Linked DNA regions of Callithrix jacchus: region 2 is linked to region 1. The links are chromatin contacts, called in public Hi-C maps. All regions are on one chromosome and are shown on one strand. Each heading gives the region's core, a stretch centred on a gene start, on an enhancer-like site or on the middle of the called end of the contact. The rest is flanking DNA. Distances are from core to core; before and after follow the strand shown. Region 1 holds the start of ZNF839 (zinc finger protein 839). Region 2 holds the start of ANKRD9 (ankyrin repeat domain 9).

Region 1 (5,101 bases), core at 1,388-3,887:
TCCCACGTGCGGTTTGGAGGTCGTCTCCCTTCTCGAGGCCCCCTAGGTCTCAGTTTCTGCATCCGGCCAATGGGGATGACCGGGAGGAGGTGGAAAGTCACCGCTGGGGCGAAGCGGAAGGAGCCGGCGGCGCGCGCTCGGTAAGGGGTGAGTCGCCGGCGGGCGCGGGCGTGGAGCCCTCCTAAGAATCCTAGTGGCACCGCCCCGTCAGGCGGCCGGTTAGCTCAGTTGGTTAGAGCGTGGTGCTAATAACGCCAAGGTCGCGGGTTCGATCCCCGTACGGGCCAGTCTGGAATTTTTTTTTTTTTTCCCCCCCCCCCTCCACCCATGAACTCCTTTTGCAACTGTTTTTTTTTAAATGCTCCTTTCTGGTACTGTAACTGGCGTGCAGGCAGGAGCGAATGGCGGAATCTTTTGGACTCGGCCCAGAGGTGGTCGAAGGCGGCCTGCTGGGGACAGCGGGAGGAACCCAACGCGCGCTGGGGCCGTGGCTCTTCACGCAGAGACCTCACGCCCGATGCCACCTGAAGGGTCTGTTTTAGAATGCCATTGGTTAGGCCTTTAACATTTGTCATTTTTGGGGGGGCACTCAGCACATCCAAACCGATGCACATCACCAGCTCCCACCCCCCACGTTTCCTGAGGCTGCGTCTGGCCTGGAGGAACCGCCCAGTGAAGACAGGTGCTCCCAGATGTCTCGGCCTAGTGTTCCCTGGGCCCCCTGGCGGGGAGGCCCTAGAGTTGAAAATCCCGGCCTGGAATGAATGCATTCCACAGATGAGTGTGGAGTGCTACCACTGCTGGCCCAGCACCGTTCTAGGCTGGGCGCAAAACGCTGAGACAGACAGTGACAGCCAGCAGATGACTGCCACGTTTTCAGTGAGGCGTTCAGGTTGTGAAAGCCTCTGGAAACCTTCTCTTCCCCGCCCCACCGCCCCCTTTTCTTTTCAGAAATCTCTTAGGCTTCTCATTTCTTCCTCTTGGTTCTGCATTTTGCAGCCGGAGCAGGTGGATGCATTTCCCTCTCCTGGTTCAAGTTTCTAGGGTGGTCAGTTGTGCTCAGCTGAACAAAAGCCGGTTGTATAGGGTCGATGCCATTAATGTCAGGATCCATCAGGGGCTCCACCTGTTCTTGAAAATTCTACAGTGGAAACAGCTACTAGCTCTGTCTGACCTAAATAAGAAGGAGCTCAAAAATCTACAGACCTTGGTAAGTGCCCAGGGTGTAGTAAAAGTTCTCAATAAATGCCAGGCGATGGCGCTGCTGCTATTATAAGCAAACTTAGGAGAGCCTGGGCGGCTGACACCTAAAATAGACACCTGTACACAGATGAATGTCACATCTTTTAATAGTACTGGCAGGCACGTTGTTAGATGCAGGGTCACAGCATGGAGGCCTCGGTGGAGTTTGCAGCCCTCACGTTTCCTGAGCTTGAAGGGGTTTAGAATATGCCACGGTGGCATGAATATTATTATTATTTAAAGACGGGGTTTCACCATGTTGGTCAGGCTGGTCTTGAACTCCCGACCTCAGGTGATCCGCCCGTCTTGGCCTCCAAAGTGCTTGGATTACAGGCGCGAGCCACCACGCCTGGCCTGAAAATTATTTTGAGTAGAAGGCATTTTAATTCCTGAAATCTGGCCAGGTGCGGTGGCTCACACCTGTAATCCCAGCACTTTGGGAGGCTGAGGCGGGTGGATCACCTGAGGTCAGGAGTTCAAGACCAGCCTGACCAACATGGTGAAACCCTGTCTCTACTAAAAATACAAAAATTAGCTGGGTGTGGTGGCGGATGCCTGCAATCCTATCTACCTGGGAGTCTGAGGCAGGAGAATCACATGAACCCAGGCGGTGGAGGTTGCAGGGAGCCAAGATGGCGCCACTGCACTCCAGCCTGGGAGAGAGAGTGAGATTCAGTCTAAAAAAAAAAAAATCCTGAAATCTCTTATCTGCTAAAAAGCAGAGCTTCCACTGTGCTGCGCACAGTGGTTCACACCTAGAATCCTAGCACTTTGGGAGGCTGAGGTGGGTGGATCACCAGAGGTGAGGACGTTGTGTTAGAGGGCCTAGAGTCAACATGGTGAAACCCCGTCTCTACTGAAAATACAAAAAATTAGCCGGGCATGGTGGCGCGTGCCTGTAATCCCAGCACTTTGGGAGGCCGAGGCGGGTGGATCACGAGGTCAAGAGATCGAGACCATCCTGGTCAACATGGTGAAACCCCGTCTCTCCTAAAAATACAGAAAATTAGCTGGGCATGGTGGCGCGTGCCTGTGATCCCAGCTACTCGGGAGGCTGAGGCAGGAGAATTGCCTGAACCCAGGAGGCGGAGGTTGCGGTGAGCCGAGATCGCGCCATTGCACTCCAGCCTGGGTAACAAGAGCGAAACTCCGTCTCATTAAAAAAAATAATAATAAATAATAAATAAATACATCCATGACAGGCAGTAAGAAAATAAGGGAGAGCGGGTGTTCGCTCTGCTGATAGGAGCCGCGGTGGTTGTCGGCGGGGGCGGGGCACTCCACGACTTTCCCGCCAGGCACGGTCGCCTTCCGAGGTGTCTTGGCCTGCGAGGCACCCGTAGCCCGCCCCTTTCCCAAGTGACGCACATTGGAGCCGCCGTCGCTCAAAGACCCGGGTTCGAGTCCCCGCCTCGGCCGCCATGGCGGATGTGGAGCCGGAGGCTGGGGGCGGCAGCGAGGATGGCGGCGGCGGCGGCGGCGGCCCGGCCACTCCGGGCCAGAACGGCAGCGTCGCACGTGTGGCCCCGCTGGACCCCGAGCAGCTGCGGCGGGTCCTGGAGCGAGTGACGAAGGCGCAGCCGCCGCCGCCGCCGCCGCCGCCCCCATTCGTGCTGCAGGAAGCGGCGCGGCGGCTGCGGGACGCGGCCCAGCAGGCTGCCCTGCAGCGGGGCCCGGGCGCCGAGCCCCCGCGCCTGCCGCGCCTGCTGCCGCCCCAGGTGAGGCGCCGGGAAGGGACGTAGGGAAACTGAGGCCTGGAGGGGGCCGAGGCCCCGCGGCGGGGCTGGCTGCTTCGCCCGGGTCAAGACTCAGGGCGTCCCCAGGCCGAGTTCCCCAGGGACGGCGTTCGGCCCCCACCTGTCACCACCCTGGCATTTTCACCCCAGGAGCCTCAGTCGAGGAGCCGTTGCTCACGCTGCGCCCTGTGCCTGGGACGCCCTCGTGCCTTCCCTGCCTCCGCGGGGCGCCTGCGTGCCGCCTAGCTCTCCCTGCAGGCCTCTGGCCGCTCGTGCGGCCTTGGCGGGGCACTTAGAGACGGTGCTCCCGCCACGCCCCACTGTGTGCGCGAGGTGACGCCTTGAACACACTTGAAGAATGAACAGAAGGCAGGTTCTGGGAGTGATGGGGCTGCTTTGGAGTGGGTGGTCCCGTGGGGCCAGACCCTGGAGCGGAAACCTGAATGAATTAAAGGCACCAACTTGGCTTTTTAGGTGTAAGGTGCCGAGGCCCAGGCTTGGCAGAAAGTTAAACACAATATACGAGTTCGCTGCGGGACTTACCGTCCTGAGTGACAGTCACTGATTTGTAACCTCAGTACCCAGCACAGCACCTCATGCACACGTAATGTTTGGAATATGTGAAAGCACTCTTATACTACAAAACAGCCTTTCTCAGTGGGTTTATTTCCTGGAGATATGGTCGCCCAAGTCCGGAGGGTGTAGCGTAGCGCCTGAAGCCAGAGGTCCTACACGTCATCTGTGAAATTCCATCCCATTTCAGCGCTGGGGTGGTAAACAAAATTAGTCTCATCCCAAAATTGCCGAAAGAGAGCTTTCATTAGCTGGGTGTGGTGGTGGGCGCCTGTAATCCCAGCTACTTAGGAGGCTGAGGCGGGAGAATCGTTTGAACCCGGGAGGCAGAGGTTGCAGTGAGCCGAGATCGCACCATTGCACTCCTCCAGCCTGGGCTACAGGGCGAGACTCCATCTCAAAAAAAAAAAAAAAAAGAGCTTAACTTATTCCACTGGAAGAAATGGGTTAGTGAATAGAATCAGGGATCTTCACTCGTGAGTTTTTTTGGCTGTTAGTTGCCTAGGGTCGTATCCAGTTAATCATCAAGACTGGAGAGTTGTCTCGCTAAGATTTGGGAAGACAAGTATGATCCCGCCCAAATGCCACACTATCACTATCCAGAGGTGTGACCTTGGGTAACTCAACCTTTTTGGTCTTTGGTCTGGGTCAGATGGCTGCAAGACGCCATCCGGGGTGGCCATCTGCAGAGCCTCTGCTCTGCCCCAGGCAGTGTGCCCCGCTGCTTAGTTTTCCACAGTGTTTTGTACCAGCATTTTGCTGGTGGGAAATAAGCTCAGGGAGGTTGAGTGGCTTTGTCCGGGGTCCCTCAGGTGTGGCTGCTCTCCAGAGCCCCTGTACTCCTCAGCATGCTCTGCTGAATATGGCCACAGCTTTTTGGATTTGGAATGAAGTCCAAAAATGACGTATTTTTCATAAAGGCAAACTTTATCAAGGTTAGGTAGCACTATGAGATTGTACTCTGTAGCTAGTCTAATGGAGATGATACAAAGTCTACTTGCAATAATGTAACTTTGCAGCACCTTCTGCTAATACTCTTTCCGCCCCAGATGCATCATGGAGGCCACAAAAGAAAACCGGATGTGTACTTTGCCCTTCAGTAGTTGATGAACTAACAGGAGATAAAACACGACCCAGATTCCTTCTAAGCAAGGCCAGAAAGCTAAAGATAGTGATAAAGAACTAAATGTATTTAGAGAAAAGGAGATTGTTTCTGGCTGAGGAGATCAGAAGCAGCTTTGTTGAAGAGGTGGTATCTGAACTAGATTTGAAAGGGTGCGTCTGCCTTGAAAATTCCGAAGAGGAGAGGCAGGTTTTGGGGCCAGCGGCAGGGTGCGTTTCAACAACCACAGGGGAAGTCCAGGTGGTTCGCGCTGGGGGATGGTGTAAAGCACAGACCAGGTGGACACACTTGGGTCGGATCAAGACTCCTGTTTCTCCCCATCCTCCCTCTTCCCACCCCACAGAAATTTCCAGTTCCACTCAACCTGCCATGCCCCTTTTCACGCATCCATGCATTTACACATGGATGTATGCCCTTTTTCACCTGG
Region 2 (5,389 bases), core at 69-2,568, 170 kb after region 1:
AGCATGATCCAGATTCAGACCTACCTGGTTCCTGCACCGCAATCACCTAGTTCTGGGGATGTGGGTATATCACTGTCCTTGGCCAAGCCTCAGCTTCATCTGTAAGAAAGGGGAGGGGTGGATGACGGCTGTGCGGGACAGGGTGAGGCTGGGGCATAGCGCCAGCCCTGTCCAAACATGTTTGCTTACACGTTAGCACCCCTAGCTCCTGAGAGGAGGCAGGAGAGTGAAAACAACTTTAAGACCGGTGTGCACCACACTGCACTATCAGCCATCCTCTCTAGGTCTCATACTTCTCTTGATCTCCCCAACTACTAGATGAAGTGTGGGTACTGCCATCCCACTTTCCAGCAGGGCACAAGCTTCTCCAAGGTCAGCAAGCCACGGCAGAGCCAGGCCTAGAACTCAGGTCTCCTGCGTCTCAGTTTGGGCTCATTCCAGAATTGGTGGGGACTCCCAACCCACAGGGAATCGAGCTTGTGCCCTGCCCCTGCCCTCTGGGCCCCCAGCCCCGACCTGAGCCTAGGCGTCTGACCTCTGGCTCTGGCCCAGGCTCCCTACTGCCTTCTTTCAAGGGTAAGCCCTTGGTCACAGGGAGCCTGGGACAGAGGGCAGGCCGCATCCACACACACTGGGTCACTATCGCTGGAGTAACTGAGTTAAGGAGAGCGGCCCGGTGGGGGTGGGCTGCGGCCCGTGGGCAACACCGTGACTGGAGTCCGTTCCCCAAGCCTGGGCCTCCGCGCCAGGTATGCCCTGTGCGGGCACGCGTGGGGCGCCGGGCAGGTTACGTAAAGTTCGGCCTCCCCACGTCAGCGGGCAGAGACACGGCCGCGGCTCGTGAATAAGGGGGCTGGGCCATCGAGGGCAGCGCCGCGCCCGAGGCCGCCCGCCACCTCCTTCCCGTCCCCTCCCGGCCCGCACGGCCTGACCTCGGGGGGCGGAGGGTCGCAAGGGCGAGCGGGGCGTCCGCGCGCAGGTGGCCAGCGCAGATAGGGCTGCACCTGCGTGCGTGTGTCCCGGGGGAGGAGGCGGCGGCGGCTGCGGGTGCGGCGCTGGGGCCGGGGACTCACCTTGGGGGGCGCGGGGCCACTGGCCGGGCGTCCCCGCCCCCGCCGCGGGCCAGAGAGCGTGCTGTCCCCAGCCGGCGAGCGAGCGAGCGAAGGTCCCACGACGGACGCACGGGAGGGAGCCGCCGCCGCCCGCGCCCGCCGCAGCCGCGCTGTGAACCGCCGCGGCTGGATCGCAGGGCGGCGGTGCCGGCGCCGGCGGCGGGCGGGCGGCGGGCGGCGGGCGGCGGGCGGCGGGCGGCGCAGTGCGGCCCCGGCCGGGCAGGACCGCGGGACCGTCCGCCGCCGCCATTGGCCCGCGCCGCCGGCCCCCGCCACCGCCCATTGGCCGCCGCGCTGCACCATTGTTACGTCACCGGCTGGCGGGCGGGGCTCACCGCTGGACCCGCGGAAAACTTCGGAGAAACTTGAGGGAGCGCGGGCGGGGACAAACGGAGCGGAGGGGCGGGGCCGTGGCGAGAGGGGCGGGGCTCCGGGAACCCGAGCTGCGGGCGGAGAGAGGCTCCGCGCTCCGGGCAGCCCGGTCCGGGGAGGGCGTAGCTGCTCTGCCAGCCCGGGCGCGCGCGTAGGTGGCCCGCCTTCCGCCGTGCGTGACTTTACTCGTCGCGTCCAACTCCCCTGTTCTCTGACCTTCTGTGACCTTGGGAAAATCCTCCGGGCTGTTGCCCCATCTGCACGTGGGAAGCGGGGGAGCTGTGACCCCTAAGGGCTCCACAGCCTTCTGCCCGGCTCGGTTCCTGGCGCGCCCCCGCTCCGGCGGACCCGCGCACAGTAGGGAGGGGCGGACGGACGAGGACAGCTCCTTAGGAGTGGGCGCGACGCCCGTCTCGGCCTCCACACTCTTGATTCCGCCTCGATTCACGACCACCCGCCGCAGTGGACACAATGATCCCCAGTTCGGCCCCCAGCAAAGCAGGCCTCAGATAGGTGGCCTCCAAGAGAGGAGCCGCCAGGAGAGAAGCCAGGGTTTGCCCTGCGGTTCTTCCCACATTTGGGCGAGATGGGTTGGGTTTGGCCTCAGCCGCCCCAGCCTCTCCGTGGGGGTCCAAGGTTTGGGGTCATGACCTAGGGGGCTTAGGAGCCTGGGTCCATCTCTACTGATTCATGGCCTCACTTGCCTCAGCGGCTGGAAGTTCTAGGCCTATTTTACAGATGCGGACACAGATCTGGAGAGGGGCACGACCCTCCACCTGGAATCCCCCACAGAAATTCTCAGAGGCCAGGCCCCTGGGGTCTCATGGTGAACTCCCCACACTCCATACAGGGGCTCTTTCTGGCTCCTTCCGCAGAATGCTGTCCCTGTCCTTGCAGTACTGTCTCACCAGGGAGACCCTCCCACTCCGCTCCATCCAAGCAGGGCTTCTGTCTCGCCCCCGGTGGGAGGGGCCTGGCCCAGAGGACACGTCCCTACACCCATGCCCAGCCCTGTCCTGGCTTACCTCTGTGCACCAGCCAGTCAGGGCAGGTGCTGGTGGGGCCAGTCTGCGTGGAAGTCACCTGGGCCCTCTCAACAGACCTGGGCAGGCCGCTGTCCCCAGCCGCACAAGCGCAATCCCTTAGGCACACATGCCACAAAGCAGTCCTGGGTGGGTAGTACCAGGAGGCAGGCAAGGCTGTGAGGCCCAGAGAGGGCCAGTCCACCCCGGCGCAGGTGGCTCTCACGTGCACCCTGCCCAGGCTGCTTTGCATGCACCCAGCGGGAGATGCCCAGACCCCACCAGCCCTGCCCCACCTCAGGGCAGGGGAACTTGCAGGCCATGCCATCTCTCCCAGGGAGTCCATGGAAACTGCCAAGCTTACAGCAACCAGGTCATCAGCAGGGGTAGGGGTACAGAGGGCACTGGGCCTGGCATTTGCACCTGCCTTTGCCTTAGCTCCACGCATGTCTCCTCCCATCTCTAGGCCTGTCTCCCTAGGGCTTCTCCCATCTGCCAGTTCCGGACGCCCCCAGTATGATGGTGGGGAAAGCAAAGTGAGTGGAGGTCCTTGGGACAACAGCCAGCCTTTGGGAGCTCCAGACCCTGGGGGAATCTTGGGGAGGTGGTGCTCAGGTGGGCTACCTGTGGCTCAAGGCTCCCCTGCTCCCTTGCCCCATTCTGCTCTTTGAGGGCTGGAGTTGAGGTGCAGCTGTCTCCATGGCTACTGCTGGAATGAGGATAAAAGGGCATCAGTGGATGCCAGGCTGTACCCTGGGCCTCAGGGTGGGTCTCTCCACCCCTTGATGTCTCCCTTGCCCCCTCAACCTGACCTGCCTTCCTTGCTAGGGATCCCAGAGGCCTTTTTTTTTTTTCAAGACAGAGTCTCACTCCATCACCCAGACTGGAGTACAGTGGCACAATCTCAGCTCACTGCGTCTACTTCCCAGGTTCAAGTTATTCTCATGCCTCAGCCTCCCAAGTAGCTGGGATTACAGGCATGCGCCACCATGCCCAGCTAGTTTGGGGTTTGTTTGTTTTTTTTTAATTTTTTAAGAGATGGGGGTCTCGCTATGTTGCCCAGGCTGGAGTGCCGTGGCTATTCACAGGCGAGATCCCACTACTGACCAGCACAGGAGTTTTGACCTGCTCCTTTTCTGACCTGGGCCAGTTCACCCCTCCTTAGGCAACCTGGTGGTCCCCCACTCCCGGGACGCCACCATATTGATGCCAAACTTACCGCAGACACCTGATCAGCATAGCACACTACAGCCCAGAACACCTGGGCTCAAGCGATCCTCCAGCCTCAGCCTCCTGAGTAGCTGGGACTGTAGGCACCTGCCATGGCGCCCGGCTAGTTTTTGGGGTTTTTTTAGTTTTGTTTGGTTGGTTGGTTTTGTTTGTTTGTTTTTGAGACAGAGTCTCACACTGTTGCCCAGGCTGGAGTGCGGTGGCGAGATCTCAGCTTACTGCAACCTCTACCTCCCAGGTTCAAGCAGTTCTCCTGCCTCAGCCTCCCGAGTAGCTGGGATTACAGGCACCTACCACCATGTCCAGCTAATTTTTTTGTGTGTTTTTAGTAGAGATGGGGTTTCACTGTGTTGGCCAGGCTGGTCTTAAACGTCTGACCTCGTGATCCACCTGCCTCGGCCTCCCAAAGGAAGCTGGGATTACAGGCATGAGCCACGTCGCCTGGCCAGTTTTTGTATTTTTAGTAGAGACGGGGTTTTGGCCATGTTGGCAAGGCTGGTCTCAAACTATTGGCCTCAAGTGATCCCCCTGCCCCAGAGGCCTTTTTCTAAAAGCCAAGTCTGACCCTGTTTCTCAGCTGCGTAGAAGCTTTCTGTGGATGAAGACAGAGCCACAAAATCCAGATGGGCAGAAACAGGCATTTCTGGCAGGGGGCAGAGCAGGAGCAAAGGACTGGAGCGTGACACAAAGGCTGCAGAGGCCAAGTGACAGGGGCAGGGCCCACAGGGCCTTGAACGTCACCAAGGAGCTGAGGTTTTCCCCTGAGGCCCGGGGGGTGGAGCAGAGGGTTTGAGAAGCGGTTTTGTTAGTGAATTGTTTCAGGCGAACACACGAAGAGCATAATGATGCTGGGAGCTCGGCACCCAGCTGAAGGAGCAACACCCGGCGGAGGGGAAGCCCTGTGTGCCCATCCCCTCCCTCCCAGCCAGTCTCAGTGCCAGCCCAAGTGGGTCCTTCCCACCGTGAGTGCAAGTGGCAGCAGACATTGTAACACTCCCTGCCGTGGGCCCCACAGCGCTGCCTCACCTCAGCCGCTTGCCTTTTTCTCCCGTGGTCACTTTTAGAGCCATCCCCGGGAAACCCCCTGCGGGGTCGCAGCTGCCATCTATGCTGCAGTGTCTGGCTGATGAAAGCTGTCCCCTGCGAGCACGAGTGTGGACACCCACAGCAGTGCTGAGGTTGCTGGTGCCCTCCACGTGGCTTCATGGCCTCATTGCTGCACCAGAGGCTGCCCAGGGACGGGTGTACAGCTGTGAAGGGGCGGGTTCCTCAGGGAGGGAGGATGGACTGCCAGGAGGGTGGCTGGGGTGGGGGGTGGGCAGAGCAGGATTTCCAAACCCCTAGGAGGCCCAGGATGGAGGGGAGCAGGTCTTGCCATCTAGGGATGGGAGTTGACCTTTGACCTCATCATGCTCCTGCTGGACCTGACCCAGGGCACACTCCTCTTCCTCTGGGAGGGCTTGTCCCACCAGGGCAGGGCTCTGTGTATGCCCAGGCACAGAGCCACAGCAGTGGGGCGAGGGGCCCCGGAAAGTGAGTGAGGACGCTGGGGAACCGGACGGGCTCTCAGAGGGGTGGTGTAGCCAGCTTAGGTTTTCCTGGCAACTCTGGCTGAGAATGCAGTGCAGGGAGACGGGGAGGCTGATGTCCCTG

Evidence for each region. Hi-C and Micro-C count contacts between places; a contact is called where the count stands out from the background.
Region 2: a Hi-C map of skeletal muscle shows a contact between it and region 1, with 4 times the contacts expected there. The contact joins the promoter of ANKRD9 here to the promoter of ZNF839 in region 1. A contact is called at or near these places in 2 of 3 Hi-C or Micro-C datasets (both in skeletal muscle).

Annotation. Positions count from the first base shown.
Region 1 is chr8:137,216,376-137,221,476 of calJac240_pri, forward strand. ZNF839 (zinc finger protein 839) reads left to right here and starts at 2,638. Exons shown (of 8, transcript XM_017977342.4): 1 at 2,638-2,960. The coding sequence starts at 2,664. It overlaps TRNAI-AAU (transfer RNA isoleucine (anticodon AAU)), which reads left to right and starts at 214; the gene lies at 214-287.
Region 2 is chr8:137,391,208-137,396,596 of calJac240_pri, forward strand. It overlaps ANKRD9 (ankyrin repeat domain 9), which reads right to left and starts at 1,319. Exons shown (of 4, transcript XM_009006582.5): 1 at 1,074-1,319; 2 at 25-99.